Regions from separate parts of the Anser cygnoides genome. Here region 1 is linked to region 2. The links are chromatin contacts, called in public Hi-C maps. All regions are on one chromosome and are shown on one strand. Each heading gives the region's core, a stretch centred on a gene start, on an enhancer-like site or on the middle of the called end of the contact. The rest is flanking DNA. Distances are from core to core; before and after follow the strand shown.

Region 1 (6,547 bases), core at 1,441-3,940, 290 kb after region 2:
CAGGGGCATAGAGAAGACTTTTTTATAGAAAGAAGGTAGACTTAAAAGCCACGCAGTTGAATAGAAACATCTGAATATTATTTTGCAAGTCATTTTACACTGTTTAAATCTACTTCAAACAAAAAGAGCTCAGTAAGCATCTCCCTTGAACCTGATCACACCCTTATTTATCACTGCTGCACTGCCGGGGTGAGAGGCAGAGGTGGGTTTGGCAGGGTTGAGCCCTCGGTCGCCTGCCCTCAGACCACCGCTGCTGCAGGACCGCAGCACCCCACCGACAGCCACCACCCAGCCCTGGCCTCCTTGATACCAGGAGCATCCCCTCAGGCTCCATGCTCACCGTCAGCCTCTTGGGGCTCTTTGACGGGGCCCAGGCTTACTCCAAAAGAGATAGAAGTGGTGAGGTCGCACCTCTGGGTCAGACGCTAAAAGGCAGATAAAACACTGCCTGCAGAAGCAAAATCTGAGGGAAGACAAACCAGCTCCCACCAAAGGGTAACTTGCAGACTGAGCTGAGAGGATGTGATTGCCTTTCTTTTAGCAGCTCCCCCCCCCCCCCCCCCCCCTTTTTTTTTTTCCAGCATGCATTAACAAAATGTATTCAAGCACAAACCAAAATGAATTCAAATGAAAAACTTAGCCTGCCTGCTCTCCCATGGCTGATTTAATGGAGGCTTTTTCTTTGCAGGGTTATCTTTTCATCTCTTACTGAGGGCAGAGGAAAAAATACTTTTAAGCACAAGAAGGACAAAATTTTCTATTAAATGTCTTCTTTTAGCTATACAGAGCCACAGCTGTTCTTCTGACTAGTGACTTTAAGAGGACTTGGAACAATAAATCAGAAAATGTCAGCTTTCAATTAGGCGGGTTAACGAAGGGGATAGTGGCAAGTTGTGGGAGGGAAGAATAAACCATGAAAAGCAAAAACATGGATAATATAAAACATATGTAAATGAGGATCTAAGGAACCTCTTTAGTGTATTTAGCAAGAAACCATTAACATTTCTATAGGCAGAAAAGGCAGATATGAGGTGTCCCAGCCGGAGCGAGCCAGATGTGGATGCATGTGGGCTTTTACGTACTGAGCCACAGGCTGTGAGAGAAACGTTCCCTCTGGATCTGAACAAAAGAAAACAAATGTTCAGGTCACTTCTCCCAGGGGAACCAGAGCAACGAGGGTGGCTGAAGTTCACATGTGCTTGTGCACTGCGGGATCCTGTGGCAGCTCTGCAGAGACGCACGCACCCAACCAGAACTTGCAAACCTGCATTTGCACCCACAACCCCAACAGTAACACCAGGGGACTCGGTTTAGAATTTTCCCTTCTTTTCATTCATGTTTCTGCAATATTCTGCTACAAACAGATCATTTAGAGTGTATTCTATGAGTTGGTTGACTTCTTATGTTTACTGCTAGTTTCTAGTTTTACATAACCCAGTCTTTCCCTCTACAGATTTATGTCCATAGATCTAGATCTCTCTTCCAATAAAAACTGTGAAAGTTTTGCCATTGACTTAGCTCAATTTCCAGCACTTCTTCCCTACCTCTGTTTTTATATTCAGCAGTCTTAAACCCTCAAACTTCTCTGCATACAATCAACACAAGGAAGGAATGAGGAAATTCAGTTTTCAGCTTAACTAGGACAACTGCTGAGCCATTAGAAAATCATGTGGGTTTATAAGGCCCCTGGGCACTAGAGAAAGGTTGACAAGCTATCTTATGCAGAAATGGAAAATCTGGGGAACGACCAAATTGCCAACCTTGGCAAGATACTTCAACAAAATATTAAGCTACTGCATCATAGCAAAGGGGAATAACTCTCTGATAAAAAGAACTGGTTAACTTGGATTTATGAAGAACAAAGAATGTCAAACCACAGTCTCTTCCACTGAGAGAGAAAATGTTTTACTGTCTGGGAAGAATCCATGGGTTCAATTTTGAGTTTAATAATGTGTTTTCTGACATTTCCCTTGCTATGGACATAAGTTTTAAATGAAAGTTCCCCCAAAATGGGTACCCAACTAGCTGAAAAACATGTAGTCAAGTAATAACATGCAGGGCATCAGCCTCAGACTAGGAAAATATGCCTATTAGAGCACTGCAGGTATCTCCCAGACTTCCACATACTAGATTTTTCTTCCAACCAGACCAAGTCTGCCATTCACAGCTGCACCTAAGAGCAACAGTTCAAGCAAGAAATCAACAAAGCCACATTAGACATCCCTGTTCCCTCCAGGTCTGAAGTTCAAGGTGACAAATGACACTTCTGGCTTCGAGGCACTCCTTTTCCATTGGAGGTGTGCATGTCTGTGCAGCAGCATGGAGGCACCTAACCCAGCCTTGCACGAGCAGAGCCATTAGCTCAGGTCTGGGAAGAAGTTTCGCTGTATGGACCATGGGTTACTCTGTTGAGTACCTCTGTTGTGGCTAAGGGCTGGTGCAGTGCACTTGCACTGGATTTCAGAGCAGAGCTGGCTCCTAGCTGAGTGTTTCACAAAACACAGGTAGACCTCAGGGCAGACACCCGCCAGGCTATGGGGAGCACACCTACATCTCTCCAGAGGAACTTCTCTGGGTCATAAAGAAGACTATTAGAGAGTGGGATGCAGATCTAGGTCTCCCAAATCACAGGCTATCCTCCAGACATGGGGCCTAGAGTTAAAAAATACATCATTTTAGATACCTGCGGGAAAAAAATAAATAAATAAATAAATAATTTTAAAAAAATGAGCAGAGATGTTTGTTAAGATACACTTTACTGAAGGTTCATTCTTTGGCATTGCAAGTTCTGTTTTCCAGGTGGTGAAACAGTCAGTCATGCTTTTAGCACATCTAGGATTAGCTAGCCAATAGATCCCTACAGTCAAAATCTGGATGTGAATTTTGTCTCACAATGCTCAAAATCAGACTCACCAGGAGAACTCCTAGCCTAATGGCTGATAACATATCATGTAAATCATTACTTTAAATGATAAGCCTTCTGGGATTCATTTTCAGCATACAGCTGATCATTAAACCTCTTTTAGGTCTTTTAAGGTTATTTTGAAATTAAATCAATACTTAGCTCTGCTGCTGTCCTTCACTGAACGCGTCCAAAGGACACAACCCTTTTCTCAAACACGGGGAATCCTCGTCCTGGCTTTAACTAAAAACTCTTCATTCCAATATTTGGAAAATTGGAATATTCCAGGAAAGCTCCTAAACAAGTTCAGCAAACAGTTGCTCAACTCTTCCTTCCCTCCCCTCTAATCTCAGGTGCTGACCTGGCCATTCATTCCTTGTTTGCTGCGGGGAGTTCTGCAAACCGAGTTTCCATGGCAGCCCTAATCCGTGAATGGGGCTGGCTCCAGCGGTGGTCACTTAGGACACGTTTTGTCCTCCCAGTGTCCCATCACTGGCTGGATCAGAAGACAGAAAACAAGTGCCTTCAGCAAACATGACCTAATGTGCCCCAACCTTTGCCAGGGGGCCTGGGAAAGGCTGTGTGGGACACCCGCCACTCCTGGGATTTTCCACCCAGGTCTCCCAAGAGTTTCGCACCTGTTTTTATAGCCTGTTTTATTTTAACTGCATTGCTGGTCACTTTTTCATTCTTTTCTTTTTTAGATGCAGGTATCCCCTGCTGCAAGCCCTTCTCCATCCAGCGCTGAGGATGGCTGGCAAAGGGCTTCTGAACACAAAAGACGAACAAAATTAAAGTCCACAAGTTCCCCAAACGTTACCTAACATTCATTTTATGCTGAACAATCAAAGTCAGTTCTTCTGGGCATTAAAATGATTGCTTGCAAAAAAATTGTCTAAGAGGATTACAGCCAAACATTTCCAGATCATGCTTTTCAAGCTGCTAAAACGTTAGAGAAAAAAAAAAATGGTACTATGGAAAAATGTCTGAAATACTCTGAAGCAGACAAACTGTCTATTTTGAGTGTATGTTCTATACATTCCTTAAAGTATAACTCTTCCCTGGTTCCTCCAAGTTCCTTTCCTTTGTTCTGGGGCATTAAAGTCTTGCTATCTGTCTTCTTTTAACCGTATGCTTGTGGAGTAACACAAAAGGTAAACGTGCTGGGCACCATGTGCAAGCATCTGGCCTTCATGTACTGTCAGTCACTGCCGCAGTGTTGGATGGGGCTCAGCATGCTCATTAAGGTCTGATTTCGTGTGTTTGCCCTCACGTAACACAGAATGGTTGTCACAAAAACTCTGATCATTATCTCCACGTACTGCAAATACATTTCAGGGAATGCAGAGGGCTAAGTCCCTTATTTTGGGAAAAATCCCACTGCCTCCACATAGTAGATGTTTTACCCACAATTAGCAGCTACAGTCAATGTATTTATAGGAATTCCTCTGAAATCGAAAACACAGGCAGCCTAACGGGGTATAAAAGAAAGAGAAAGGAAGTGACTTTGGATGTGGCATGTTTCCACCCCATACAGCCGAGGTTGGACAGCTAAGAGACCCTTGGCCCAGAGCCCCGTCAATTACCTTAATCCCAACCCGAAGAGGAATGATACTAAACACTTCACAAAAATGCTTCCAAACATTGCCACAGGAGAAAGGAAAAATGTTAACCCTGCCTTCGCAGACCCAGCTTTAGTAATGGACAAATTGCATTTTACATGGAGTAACATATAAACATAAAAGACATACCCTCCAGTGAAAAACTTGCACAACCTCCCAGGATGAGCAGAATTAATCACAGAGAATAATTACAGTTCTAAACAAGAATATTTATGACATTACATAAACACCATTAAAACAAACTGAAAGGCAATAATTTTTTGAAAGAGGAAAGGAGGAAGTGAGGCAGGGGGGATGAAAACCAACCAAAGTTTATAGTTAAAAAGATAAAAGTTCCTATGTGTCAGTCATCTTGGAAATCGTTGCTTCAGCCATCACTTGTGCCTTGTTTACTTCCCTTAATAAAATGGAGAAAGAATTTTGTTTATAAAGTTAGCCAATATTTGGAGTTTAAAGCATTTTTCTTAAAAAATAAAAGGATCTTTCAAAAACAAAAAGAAATGTGGAAAAGTTCTTTCCAGAATGTTTTAACTTTCCAAGAAAAAAAAAATGTTTCAAGACATTATCATCCCAGCAACCCTCTTTTCTTCCTCCCTCCCTTTTTTCTCTTTTTCCCGAGGCGGAGAAGGATGAAGGGAAGAGGGAGTTTTCCTCCCTTGTCACTGAATGAAAAAATTAACACAGCTGTATTATTAAATGAGAAAGTGGAAAGACTTGCAGAGAAAAGTATTTGGGGATTTTCTTTTACAATATTCTTTTAGCATTTTTCTAACCAATTCTAACTATTAGAGCTGGGGCAAAGGATCGCTGTGCCTTTTACACTCCAGATGTTATTCTGAAAAACTGGAGCTCCAGAACTGCCCTGCACAGTGTGGAGCTGTGCTGCCCTGCCAGGAGCCTGACTGATGGGGTGTCTGACAACCACCGAGGGCACATCTGCTGGCCCAGAAATCGCCCCTTCAGGAGAGCTGCTGCTACACTCCCTTGGATTCGGGTTAGACACGGGTGAAAACCGTGCCTATGCATACCATGGGCACGTGGAAGTGGTTTAGAATTGCTTTGTAAAAAGAAAGGTTTTGTTCTGGTTCTCTCATTTTTTATTCAGACTTGGGCGTATTCCAGCATGGGGAAAAGGATGGGAAGTGAGAGCACACGGTGCCAGAAAACACATTTATCTCCTTTAAAATTCCCGCTTTAAAGAGCTGGCTTCTGGGAAATGAAGTTCAACCTCCTCCTGCACAGAGTGCTGGCCCAAAAGTTGATATGGGGCTTTTGTGAACCAAGCAGGGAGCAGGGGGCTCATGTCAGAGGCTCACGGCAGAGGCTGTGATGAAGGAAGTCCTTGGAAGTGTCACAGGCTGGTGCTCAGCAGGAGGGAGCAGCTAAAGGCGGACATGCATTTGAAAACTGGGTTCGCTTCTGCAGCAAACTTTTTTGGAAATGGTCTTCTATGGCTAAACAGTGGTACTTCCCTCCACACAAGCACCAAAATGCTCTCAGCCGGCTGCGAGCTGTGGGATCAATATCAAGCCTGTGATTTGTACACAAATGCTGCAATCTAATTGATACACATGGGCAACAGATACACTTTTGCAAATCAGCGGTGATTACCAGGATCCCTCGCAGGACTCAATAAACAATGTCTGGCTGCTGGGCCACAGAACACACACAGGGCTACGCAAACCTCCCAAACAATTTTCCACTCTGCCACCCAGGCTCCATCAGCCAAACGCTTGTAAAAGAGCACACGACATCACAAACAGCTTGCTTTTAGCTGAAAGCCCCAAAATACAAAAACTCGGCTAGCCCAAAGTACAAAACTCATTCTAGTCCAAATTTTTGAAAGCACAAAAAACTCATATAACTAAATTGTTTGAAAACAAATGCAGCCCAATGCAGTCTTCATCCAGTTCTCCTGCTATAGGGAAATGTCTCACTTTCCAGGTTTATTCTTCAGAAAAAAAGAGATGACCTCCTTCTCCCCATTTCTCAGGCACCCTCCATCCTCATCCTCCTCAGCTTG
Region 2 (5,934 bases), core at 2,652-5,151:
TGTGCCTCTTTCCTCAAGACAGAGCTCAAAATAGTAACAAATCTGGTTATTGAAGTCCAGTGACTGACAGGGAGCACAAGAGACCGTAGCTGCTATTCTGCTACGGTTTATTCATTCTGCTCACAAAAAGTCAATTACCTTTCAGGAAACTCTCTGGAGAAATGGAGAGCCGAGGTGCTTGTGCTGGGAACTCATTAGCTGGGATGGCAGCACGCCGTCCTGCAGCCCAAGTATCTGTTTGGGTGATCTGACAGAAACCTCTCAGCCTCCTTCATGTCTTTTGCTGCGAGATCATTAAGCTTTGCCAGGTTTCTCCTCTCATCTGATAAAGCAGTTAGGGTCTGTGTAACAGACACTTGCGCATTTCAGATCTGTGTCTCAGGTAGGGCTCTACATGCAGAAGCTGTTTTTCTCATTAAGCCCTTCAGTTAACGCAGTTTACTTAAACCCACGTTGGACTGTAAAAGGCATAATCGATATAACACATTCACTCCTGATGATGTAAGGGAGGGGCTGTAACAACCTAGCAGATGAGCTGATCTGATAGCTCGTAAATTTGGGATGGCAAGCAAGGTTTATCATGTTAAACCGGATACTGTCAGCACGCTTGAGTCCTGCAAAAATGCTCTAATTCTTCATAAAGCTATGACTGAGACATAAAAAGAAAATGGGAGATCTGAGCTTCTGCTCCAGTCCTTGCTCCTCTTGCTACTGTCAGGACAGCCCAATGCAGTGGCTGAAACGATGAAACGATGTTTCTGAAACGATTTCAAAGATCAGAATTGATGTCTTCTCTGCTTCCAGTGCCCTCAGCAGGAGCGCTGCACAGCAGCAGAAGGGTGAAGATGAGGAAAACGGGTTGTCTGTAGGTCTGTCCATGCACGTGTATCTAGCTGGGCCCAGTACTCCAGTCACACTGCAGTCCATATTTCAAAGGGACCATCATTCCTTCTCAAATTACTGCTGCTGGCAGAGCGGCGGAGCTGGCAAGTGAGCTTTCAGGAATGTCTTTATCCTTTGCAATCCATATGAACTAGGTCCAAGTAGTAATATTCTTGGAGAACCAGATACACGGATTTTGCAAAGGTTGGGAACAGCAAAGCACACATATTAATAAAACAGTCACAGCTCTCTTGGTTTTGTTCTGATTGTAATAATTGTAAGCAGAAGTTTCCTTTTATCTAGTTCAAAGTCTCTGTTGCTTCAAGCCTAAAGCTGTTGGCAGCAGCTGAATAAGAGGGCTATGATCGATGGACAGGAGTTTCTGATCCAGAAAGTGCCGTCTGTCTACTTTGGTAAGTTTAGCAGGAGCATGAAGAGGAAAGATTGTCTGAAGGCTTATTCCCCCATCCACTGTTAGCATGACTGCAGCTCAGAGTAGCTTACCAAAGGCGTCTAGACTTAAAAAAAATATCAGTTCTCCTGGACATGTATCCATAACTGTATATAATGGCAAAACCCAGTATCACATCAACTGCTGTATCTGTTATTCTGATAATGCTGGCTTATTTTAACAAAGTACCTTCAATAGGGACCAAAAAAAAGGACCTATTCTAAAAATACTGGGAACCAGATACAAGAATGCTGCTGCTTATAAGTGTCTTTTTTATCCTTAGCGGAACAAAACTGGTGCCTTCTAATGGTACAAGCCTACTTAGGAGAGGTTTTGCTGATAGTTAATAAATTTTCCCTGCACATCTTCAAAAGGCAAGGCTCAATAGCTGCCATTAAGAATCAAAGTCTTGGTGCTCCAGAGGGCGAGGCACCCAACATTTCACCTCATCTGCAATTTCACAGGTTTACCATTTACACTATGTTGTCTCTTATGAAGGAAATCCCGGTGGAATTAACCAATATTAGATTTCAGGTGCAGCAGGAAAATGTGCAGTGAAGCACATTTGTGCTAGAGACAGACTTTTGTGCCTGGGTACACTGCAGTGGATATTGCTGAAAAGGGCAGCTTTTCTGCAAAGTTCTGTTAGATCCCCTCAGCAGGAAACAATTATCTGTAATACCAATTTCCTGCAGAATTTCACAAATCCTTCCCTACAGGGATTTCACCTTTCATTGTTTCCCCTGTACAGTACAGAAAATCTAACTGCGGTGGTAGAAAATCAGATCTAAGCCGTATTTTTCAGCCTCTGTCAGCCGAAGGGAACAATCTCATCTTGGTCGGGAAGAAGATGGACAAACAAGGTGATGGCTGGTGACTGGAGTCCCAAGACGACCTCTGCAAGTCCCTTCCCACCTTGCCTGTTTTGTGATGCTGTGATTCTGTGGCTGCCTGCACCCAAAAAGAGAGAGGTGGAGGGCAGGGTGGCAGGGTCCATGGCAGACCCATTCACTTCACCCGTTCTCTTTTCATTCAGATGTGGCAGTGCAGGGTTACCAGGCAGGATTACAGCCATGGCAACCATGAATCACGTTTTTGGTGTGTTTCCTGCGTTTTTTGTCTTTGTCCCTGACCCCTTTTCCAAACCAAGATATCTTGGACGCGTGCATGGACACAACCGTGACTGTGCAGTCTTGCAGAAACAACCCGAGGCATTGGAAGGAAACTCTGAGATTGGTGTTTGTTTGTGCAAACCCTGAAATGGGCAGCACACTACCCATGGCCCAGAGAAAAGAGAGCTTGCGGGATGCTCCTGGGGACAGGGCATACCACCTGAGTGGGGACTTCTCTCCTGGAGCAGTTTGGCATATTTGGAGCTACCATACACCAAGGTTTCCTCACAGAATCCTCCTTTTTCCACCTCTCCAGGCATTTCTATAGGGACAAATCCCAAAGACTTTGGCTATGTGTGTAGGGTTTCTGCACGGGCAGTGGTGCAGGCAGCACACCCTGGGGAAACCAGCCACCCTCACTTACAAGACGGTGTGATGGCATGGCCAGCATTTCCAGCGTGGGTAGGTGCACCAAGATGTCTGCACGTGTGGGACAGGACCCAGGCACCTGGCTGCAGGTACGATGGCCCTGGGAATGCATTTTGGTGTCACCAGCACCTGGCAGCCCAGTTCCAGCAGGACCTGGCCTTCTGGGTGACAGTTGTGAAGAGCCAGTGGGATGTGCTAGCTGCATTTTCTGCCACCAAAGCCTGACCCATTCTGTCTGTTCACCTGCCCGTGATAACGTGTGGATCTGATAGCCAGTTTCACCCAGTTCTGATAGAGGAGACATCTCGAGGCCATGAAGTCCCCACAGGTTTGGGACATGCACTGAGCTGGGGTCCTCAGCACCAGCCACTGCTCGCCCAGGTGAGCCCTTCCAGGAGGAGCCGTAGGACGGCATGAAGGGCCAGACCCTGCAGCAAACTAGGCTCCTACGTGCACAGAGCAGCTCCTTCTCTGTTTGTCCACCTTCATCCCGAGCTATTTATTAACTCCAGCCCAGATGACCTGACATTCAGGTAAGCCGGATCCAATTTTCTGGCTGAGGGAGCCCTCAGATCTTTACTGCTCCCAACCAGATTTCATCACGGAAAGCACATTGCCCTCCTCTCTGATCTTCAGTGCCAATAGCAGCGAGTACCGAGTGTGTGCAGCTGCTGGCAAAAAGGAAACTTAAACCCCTGCTAAGACCTAGCTGAAAAAAGGGAGGAGAAGGAGCACTGGAATAGCTGCTGGACACAGCGCCAGGCCTGGGGTCGCACCCAGCGTCCCCATCGGGTGCCCCTGTGTGCTGGCAGGAGGCACCCAGGCAGCTACAGAGGGACAGAAAAAGGAAAAAACAAAACAAACAAACAAACAAAAAAACCACAAAACAAATAGAAAGAGCCCTCTGTGATATATATATATTTTTTGAGTTGTGATGAGATGGAAAAAATCAAATTTCTCAGGATATTTTGCTCTTCAGAAATTAGAAACTTAAACTACAGGTGTCATTTTTTAAATCATTTGGAAAATACTTGCTTAAAAGCAGAGTTTTCCTGCAACAAGCGACTTTTAAAAAGCCATGACAAAATGTGTTGTTTTAGGAAGAACATCTTTAAGTCACGAAAGTCCGAGTAGCCCTGCTCCCTGCTGTGGGTGCTTGAAGCACACCCAGAGCACGTCCACGTCCACACGGAGCTGCAATCTGCTCTTCTCTGGGGTCTTGGCTACTGGCCTGGAAGCTGTGGGACAGCTGCCTCGTTTCCTCCTCGGCAGAAAGTGGTACAAATCACGATGCTACCATCCGAGCAGTGCGAGCAACGCTGTGAAGGCACACAGACCCACAGCACTGAGCTCTAAAGCTCTGGAGCATTTCTGCAGTGCTGTTAATAACCTTTGATGTTCCTCCCAAGCCGTCCATTTGTATTCATGATCTTTTCACTTGCTGGAGTTCTCTAGCAACCTTCAATCCCCCCAAAAATTCATTTCCCACTTGAGATCTCAGAAGAAGAGGGTAAAAATGTAATTTACGCGATAATCAAGGTCTCCTTCAAGAAAAGCATAGGATACATTGGCTGCAACGCAGAAGGTGTGAGAATATCCATCAAAAGTTTGTTTGCTTAATTCCGAAGTCCGGGTGATTGCAACAAGTCTGGTTTGTAAAAACTAAGAGAACATCAACCAGAGGAAAATGGTTTGTTACAGTGAGGTCCAGAAACCTTTCTGAGGTGGTCGCAGATGGCAAATTGCAGGCTGTCCCCACTGCCCAGGGAAGGCAGGAGGTGAAGCACACCTGATGTTCAGCCCTGATATTTAGTTCTTAATTTTAAGCCAGACATTTTTGCTTCAGTCGTGACATAGCCATAATCTCCCATGACATGCCACAGCATTTACAAAGATCGAGAGCGGTCCAAGGGCAAATAGTGACCTCCCTGACCAGAAGCACTATTTCTGAGAGTAATGGGGGAAGCAGCAGGCGCGGGGCCCTGGCACTACCCAGCAGTGCATGCTCAAGGAGTACGTAATTAAATTGCATTTTGCGGTCTTTCTGCCTTCTGACTGACAGCTCAGGCCGACCCGTGCTCCTCTCATTCATCATAAGGGCAGCTTATCTGACCGCAGTGCCAATAAAAATAAATCATCCGCTGGCCTCGTGTTCTGTGCGGATGAAAACAGAGCCACCAGTGGGCCGCGTACTTCCACGCTAACTTTACGCCTACAGCATTTTTTTCAAATCAGATCGCAGGACTTTGAAGAGACTTCTGTGTGCTGGAGAGGAACTGGGGGCTGAGGCTCAGTATGTGCAAATGAGGAGGTTACAATGCTTCCATTGTGAAGTCTAGATAATGGTTTTTCAAATTAGGTTCGCAAGTATGAGTTTAATGTTCTCGTTGAGTAGAATGGTGCACAATGGACCACCCACAATTGGGGAGAGCGCTACGAGTTTGTCCCTCTGTAGGCGGGCATCACTTAGTTTTCCATCCCCGCTCTGTCAATGTATCTTTAGCCTGGCTTTAGTCATTCATGCTAGATGAGCTGCACGCGTATCTGGATCACACAGTTTTCCATGGGGGCTTTGTGCACACTTAAACGATGACTTTGACTGATGATTCAACAATGAGCTGAGGGAGCTCAAAGCCTGGAGAACTGAGACCTGTGCCAATGACCCCAAATCCAGCTCCGGCACTTGCCACTCACTCGGTGTATGAGTAAATCAGGAGTCGTTCTTCTAAGGCTGGAGGTGTACACCACCTTAAAGCAGGAATGAGGAACATCCCTCATCTGTCAAGGGGGAGCCAGGTAGCAGGTTAAGTTTTTCTGTCACATTCTGGGAGTCTCAGCTGCTTTGAAGTAGTTTTGTCGTTGCTCCTATTATTACTCCCGTAGTTTCATTTTTTAGAAGTGTGTAAGCTGTCAGACAGGACACAGCTTGTGAAGGAATCCCTCCCACTCAGATCAAATCTGAGGTAAAATTAGATAAATTGAAGCCACTGTGCGAACAGACCCTGGCGGTGTTTCTATCTGGAACATGTGTCCTCTCCACTTCCCCCAGCGCCGGTGGGG

What was found. A called contact is a pair of places that touch in the nucleus more often than the background predicts.
Region 1: a contact with region 2 is called in a Hi-C map of liver, with 8 times the contacts expected there. The contact joins two enhancer-like sites. A contact is called at or near these places in 2 of 7 Hi-C or Micro-C datasets (both in liver).

The regions. Positions count from the first base shown.
Region 1 is chr2:17,031,076-17,037,622 of Taihu_goose_T2T_genome, forward strand. No RefSeq gene overlaps it. Among named protein-coding and RNA genes, the nearest start is that of BAMBI, 110 kb to the right of the region's middle. Within about 2 kb of position 2,691, at least 2 of the 3 cell types and tissues checked have open chromatin away from gene starts, as enhancers often do. A contact at or near this core is called in liver, where this site is marked.
Region 2 is chr2:16,739,955-16,745,888 of Taihu_goose_T2T_genome, forward strand. The region is part of intron 1 of JCAD (junctional cadherin 5 associated); the gene reads right to left. Among named protein-coding and RNA genes, the nearest start is that of JCAD, 16 kb to the right of the region's middle. Within about 2 kb of position 3,902, at least 2 of the 3 cell types and tissues checked have open chromatin away from gene starts, as enhancers often do. A contact at or near this core is called in liver, where this site is marked.